Regions from separate parts of the Rattus norvegicus genome. Here region 1 is linked to region 2. Evidence: chromatin contacts called from public Hi-C data. All regions are on one chromosome and are shown on one strand. Each heading gives the region's core, a stretch centred on a gene start, on an enhancer-like site or on the middle of the called end of the contact. The rest is flanking DNA. Distances are from core to core; before and after follow the strand shown.

The links. A called contact is a pair of places that touch in the nucleus more often than the background predicts.
Region 1: a contact with region 2 is called in a Hi-C map of kidney, with 2.4 times the contacts expected there. The contact joins two enhancer-like sites. A contact is called at or near these places in 4 of 12 Hi-C or Micro-C datasets (the Rat2 cell line, Schwann cells, hepatocytes and 1 more).

What each region holds. Positions count from the first base shown.
Region 1 is chr9:96,033,635-96,036,502 of GRCr8, forward strand. It overlaps Dgkd (diacylglycerol kinase, delta), which reads left to right. Exons shown (of 30, transcript NM_001427452.1): 11 at 2,387-2,526; 12 at 2,794-2,868. Among named protein-coding and RNA genes, the nearest start is that of Dgkd, 71 kb to the left of the region's middle. Within about 2 kb of position 1,252, at least 1 of the 93 cell types and tissues checked has an H3K27ac peak or open chromatin away from gene starts, as enhancers often do. A contact at or near this core is called in kidney, where this site is marked.
Region 2 is chr9:95,981,917-95,984,678 of GRCr8, forward strand. All of the region lies in intron 1 of Dgkd (diacylglycerol kinase, delta), which reads left to right. Among named protein-coding and RNA genes, the nearest start is that of Dgkd, 19 kb to the left of the region's middle. Within about 2 kb of position 1,440, at least 28 of the 93 cell types and tissues checked have an H3K27ac peak or open chromatin away from gene starts, as enhancers often do. A contact at or near this core is called in kidney, where this site is marked.

The sequences.
Region 1 (2,868 bases), core at 2-2,501, 52 kb after region 2:
GAGGATGGGAGCTGTAGTCCCCTAAGCTCCAGCTCTTTCCTGGGAGGTGATGTGCCTAATTGCTGGATGCCTCTGTCTAGAGAGGAAAGGAAGAAAGAATCTTCAACCTCCAAAGTTTGAGTTATGGTTCAACTTAATTGCCTAGTTTTTAACACTAAAATAAAATACATTATCCTGATTTCTTACTGTGTTCATTGAATTTTTACTCCCAGTCCCCCTTTTTGGCAATTAGCCATTGTGTATATTGTCATAACCATCGCTCAGATTGTGTCAATCCACACCATCCATCTGGTACTCACCCGCTAGTGGGTTACTAAACTGCAGAAATAGTGGTGTGTGTGTATTTCCACGTGTGTTCCTTGAACAGCTCAGTGTGGCAGGTCTCCACGGGATGTAGTGGATGGACCTGAACTAGCACTTCTCCCCAGTTAGTGCAGGAGCTGGAGGGCTGGGACAACCTTGTTGATATCCTGTTCATGTTCTAGAATCTTCTCTTTTGAGGAGCCCCTTATTTAAATTTTTAGTGCCAAATTGCATTTGTCAGGGATGCTCCAGTTCCCATTCCATGGACGGTGACTCGGAACCGCCCCTTGCCTTGAGGCTCATTCTTTCTGATTCACCCAAGTCTGTAAACAAAGTCTTAATCATATAAATATAATGATAATGTTAATCACAGCTTTATTGGAACGCTGCTTTAAACGAATCCCCTGTTCATGGTTTTTTGCCTTGTTTCCTGTTGAGGTAATCAAATTGGCAAAATAAAAAGCAGCTGTCTCTCTGTCACTGAAAGATCAGTTTTTCCTGCCAGGCAGTGGTGTCACATGCCCAGTACTTGGGAGACAGAGAGGCAGGTAGATTTCTGAATTCGAGGCCCGCCTGGTCTGCAGAGTTCTAGGATAGCCAGAGCTGCACAGGAATCCTGTCTTGAAACGACAATACTACAAAACAAAACCCAAAACAAACAAACCAGATTTCCTTAGTTTTCTGGCTTGTCATTTTTCTCTTCTTCATAATTTTTATCGTTCTTTAGTTTTCAGTGATTTTGTGTTCTTTGTGTAGTCTCACTCACCAATACTATTTTGTGTTTGTCTGGAGAAGAGATGGTGTGGGACTTCCTGATAGCCACACCATAGCTCTAGAAAAAGAAGCAGCACCCCCCAGTGGTGGGACTGTAGTATACAGTTTTGTTGACTGACTTTTGATCTTAATGTTTGGCTCTCTAGGAAGACTATGAACGTGGTTCTTGTACTCAGTCACGCTCTGTGAACACTTGTCTCCTGTGGCTTCTTTGTACTCCTTAGAGCTCTGTCCGCTCTCTCCTGCACCCTGTGTTCCCCAGCCCTGCATGTGGTGGTGTTTCTCCTCTTGGCTTCTAGTACATGCTAAGTGGTCAAACCTCAAGTGTCCCACCACCCTCATCCTTTACACTTTTCCTATGGGGAAAGCTTTGTGATGCATTGGAGTTTGATACCATGTCAGTTTGGGGGACATTCCGGGGTTTTTGGGTATTGTAGGTTTCCAACCTTGCCTGTCACTCGGCTCCTACTTTGCCTGAATGTCTTCATGCATCCAGGGCCTAAGGAGAAGCCCCACAACCATTCCTGATTCCTTGGTCTTCCTCTTCCTCATTTCAAGCTAGTTGCTAGCTTGCCCAAATGACCCCAATCCTGTTGTATCTTCCCTAGTCTGGGCCATTCATAGGCTGCTGAGAGTGACACTCCCTAGGACAGTTACAAGCCTTGGTCCCTCCCTGCTTACAGCAGACTTTACTAGAGCCCATATTTGCTCCTCCTTCTCTGTTCTGCCTTCTTCCCTTTACTTCTGCCCTCTGTTAAGTCTAGGAGGAGAGAGCAGGGCTGGGGTCAGTTTGGGGAACCACCACCTCATAGGCAAATGGGTGCAGTCTAGGTCTTGTATGTTCAGACAGCCTCAGCATGGTGTCTGATAGGACCTAGAAATCATCAGGGGACTTTTAGTGATGTGGAATGGTACTAGTGACAGCTTTTGGAAAGTGGATTTGGCATCAGTGAATGAGGTGCATAGTAGGGTAGAGAGATGTTTGGGGAGTTAGAGGTCGACTCTTCAGGTGTGAGTATCTCAGTGTCTTTGGGAAGGGAGTGGTTGTAGAAACCAGGGGTTTTCAAGGGTTGATTGCCAAGACATGTGAATAAGTGAGGAAGGGCTAGGGCTCCTGGTATCTGCTGTTGATCCCAAAGCCCATCTGTCCCCTCTGGTGGGCTCTGCTGAGAACGTACAGGCCACAAAGTTCAGATCAGAGTTCCTGCGCTTCTTGTGGCTATTGATTGTGTCAACAGGGTGGTACTGCATGGGAATGGTTCTTACTCTTGGTGTCTAAGGGAATGTTTTCCTCACTGTTTTCCACCAGTGTCAGCTAGGTGTGCTGCCCCTGGGGACAGGGAATGACCTGGCCCGCGTTCTCGGCTGGGGCTCTGCCTGTGATGACGATACACAGCTCCCTCAGATCTTGGCAAAGCTGGAGAGGGCCAGCACTAAGATGCTGGACAGGTGAGTGGGGCAGCCTGGATGTGTGAATGGCAGCTGGACCAAGAAGCATTGGTCACTGTGGCCAAGCTTTCTTCCTCGAAGATCAGTGAGGACTAAATCTGCCCCGGTCTCAAAGACCCAGAAAACTTAAAAAGTCAGAATAGTACTAAGATCAAGGCACCAGACCACAACGTTGGAGCGATGAGGGGCTGGCTTGGGAATGGGGCCCTTCAGATCCCTGAATGTCAGTGGGCAGCCTGCAGCTGAGCTGACTTTGGACCTGTGCAGGTGGAGTGTCATGGCATATGAGACCAAGCTCCCTCGGCAAGCCTCCTCCTCCACGGTCACTGAGGACTGCAGTGA
Region 2 (2,762 bases), core at 190-2,689:
GCATATTCAAACCACCAACTAGGATTCCCTTCACAGTTTGATCAGTGACCCGGTGAGCTTCCTACAGATTCTGCAAGGGCTTGAAAAGGGACTGATTTAGACATTTCTGTCTGGGGAATATCTTGGAATTTGGAAGTGCTGTGGTCTTCCAAACATAGTTTCAAAAGGAATAAGTCACTCCCAATAAGGAGTACATCAGGCCCTGAGCAGGGCAAAGGGGAGGAGGTTGACCCATCCCCCCACCCCCTAGTTTTTAGGATCAATTTGGTCAGAGTCTCCTTAAGAGTTCTGTTCATCCTTTCTACCTGATCTGAGCTCACACATAGTGCAATTTCCAATTAATATTTAATACCTTTTTCAGATTTTGAGACAATTTGGCCATGAAGGCTGGGGCAGTCCAGACTTTGGAATTTTTTTCTAAAGAAATTTCTTAATAACTGTTGATGTTCTGATAGGGTAAGCCTTCATCCATCCTGAGAAGCTCTCTACAAACACTATCAGATATTTTTAGTGCAAAATAGTAGGCCTGATTTCAGTAAAGTCCAATGCCCAATTTTTATAGGCCCATTTCCTTGAGCCCAGATCCCTTGTGGGGTATTCCTTTCCACTTTCCAGTTTATCTGAGCCACAGGTAGCACATCTAAAAAGTGGTGTTTTAATCAGACTTTCCAAATTTAGAACATAATACTTGGGTCTGAGTTCAGTTTTCACAGCACGTAGGTAGGTGGTTTGGTGGGTACCCATAACTAGTTGCCTTCCCAGATTCATGAGAAAAATGGGTCTGTTGTCTAGCAGAATCCACCATCCATGTTACCCTGTGTGGTCAGTTCTTGTTTTGGTCAGACAATTTCACCTGGGGTACATTCCAGGTGCCTTGGCAGGGCTACTGTGACTTGGAGAGGCCCCACTGATTCTAGAGCTACTTCTTGGGTGGCCAAGTCAGCTACTCTTTTCCTCAGGCTTCTGGGGAATCCCCATTTTAGTCTTTTGCAGTGAACAACAGCCACCCTCTTGGGTAAGTAGATAGCTTCCAATAGAGCTAAGATTTCTATTCTTGACTTCTTTTTCTGCGGAGGTTCACAGGCCCCCTTTTCTTATACAGTGCCCCATGGACATAGGCCATATACTCTATTATTGTCTATGGCAGTAGCATAAGAGTTACAGCTCTGAGGGGAAGGCTTTCTAATGTCTGCTTTGACAGGAGGTTTTCCCAATGCAAGTGTTACAGCTCTGATGGGAAAGGTATCCTGCAATCAGGAGCCAAAGAATACCACAAAACCATACCTTACAACAGATCTCACACAAGAGATTTATTGGGAGGGGAAAACCCACGAGGGCGGCTGCCTCTGCTAGTGAGAAGCAGCAGAGAACTGGGCAGAATGCAGGATTTATGTAGGGGTTCTGGAGAAGGTGGCCTGGGATTGGATGGATTATGTGGCCTGATCTTGTGGCAGCACTGGCTGGCTACTCTTGACTCTCCAAGGGTCAGGAGGCTGTCAGAGTAGTCTAGGGGTGGAGCCTGGCAGCTCTAGGTCTCCAAGGGTCAGGAGGCTGTCAGAGTAGCCTAGGGGTGGAGCCTGGCAGCTCTAGGTCTCCAGGTGGGGCTTGCAAAGGAAATCTCTGCCCAGGCAGGGAACAGCCAACGGATAGCCTGGTCTTCCCTCCAGCGGAGGGAGTGCCGAGTCACTGAGCTGAGGGTTTTCCTGCTTAAGAGTTTTATCTGATCCTGTCTTGGACAAAACTGCTCCCATCTGTAAACAATACCGGGCCATCAGTTAGAGCAGGTCTAACAGACTGAATCATGCCCCTCACTCCAAGATAGTCATTTGGGGGATCTGCAGGGTCATTATTTAGCAGGTGACTGGCAGGGTTGAGGGCTGATGTCTTGTGGAACCAAATGTGGAGTTGATTGAGAAGCAGGGCTTGGTATTGGGTACTGAGTGTTAGACATCCATTTCTCCGGTCCTCAACAAAGTGTGGGGCTGTCAGGAACAGTTAGTGCCATAAAGTTAATTTGCCAGTTTTTTTTTTTTTAAACCAGTATACTCAGCCATCTTCCTGTTACCAGGTCAAGACTCTTGGACAGATATGTCACAGGTCTTTTCCAGGGACCCAGGATTTGTATGAGGATTACTTAGACAATGCCTCTGACCTCATCCATGTACAAGGTGAATGGCTTAGCAATGCTTGGGAGGGCCAGGGCCAGGACAGACACTGGGGGATTTTTCAAAATTTCAGAGGCTCTCTGCCCAGTGTCAGTTCATTGCAAAATCTTTGTACCTTGATGCTGCCATAGAGGGGTTTGGCTGTTTCAGGAAATTCTATTATCCATAGCTGGCAGTAACCAACGGCCCCAGAAAGTCTCATACTTTTTTTTTTTTTTGAAGCAGGGATTTGCAAGGTGACTGAAAATATGGTCATGGGAAGTTATCCACTTACCTTCCCCTAGGTTGCAGCTTAGGTATGTGAACTGAGGGATACACCACTGAGTCTTCTTGGCTCACATTCTGTCCCCAAGGGCTTGGAAGGGTTCTAAAAGGCCTTCTATCTACATTCCTCCTTAGTAGTTGAAGCTATGAGGAAGTCTTCTACATATCTTTCTCTGGGGTGTCTGGGACCAACTGTAAGTGTTTTTGTTAGGATGGAAAGGTATCCTGGGACTTGGAAGCCCAGGGAAGGAAAGGCCTACTACCACTTTGACAGCTTTTGAGGCTATGCTGGGGATACTCTCCCCTAGGAGCTGCAATACCTCTGCTGAGGAG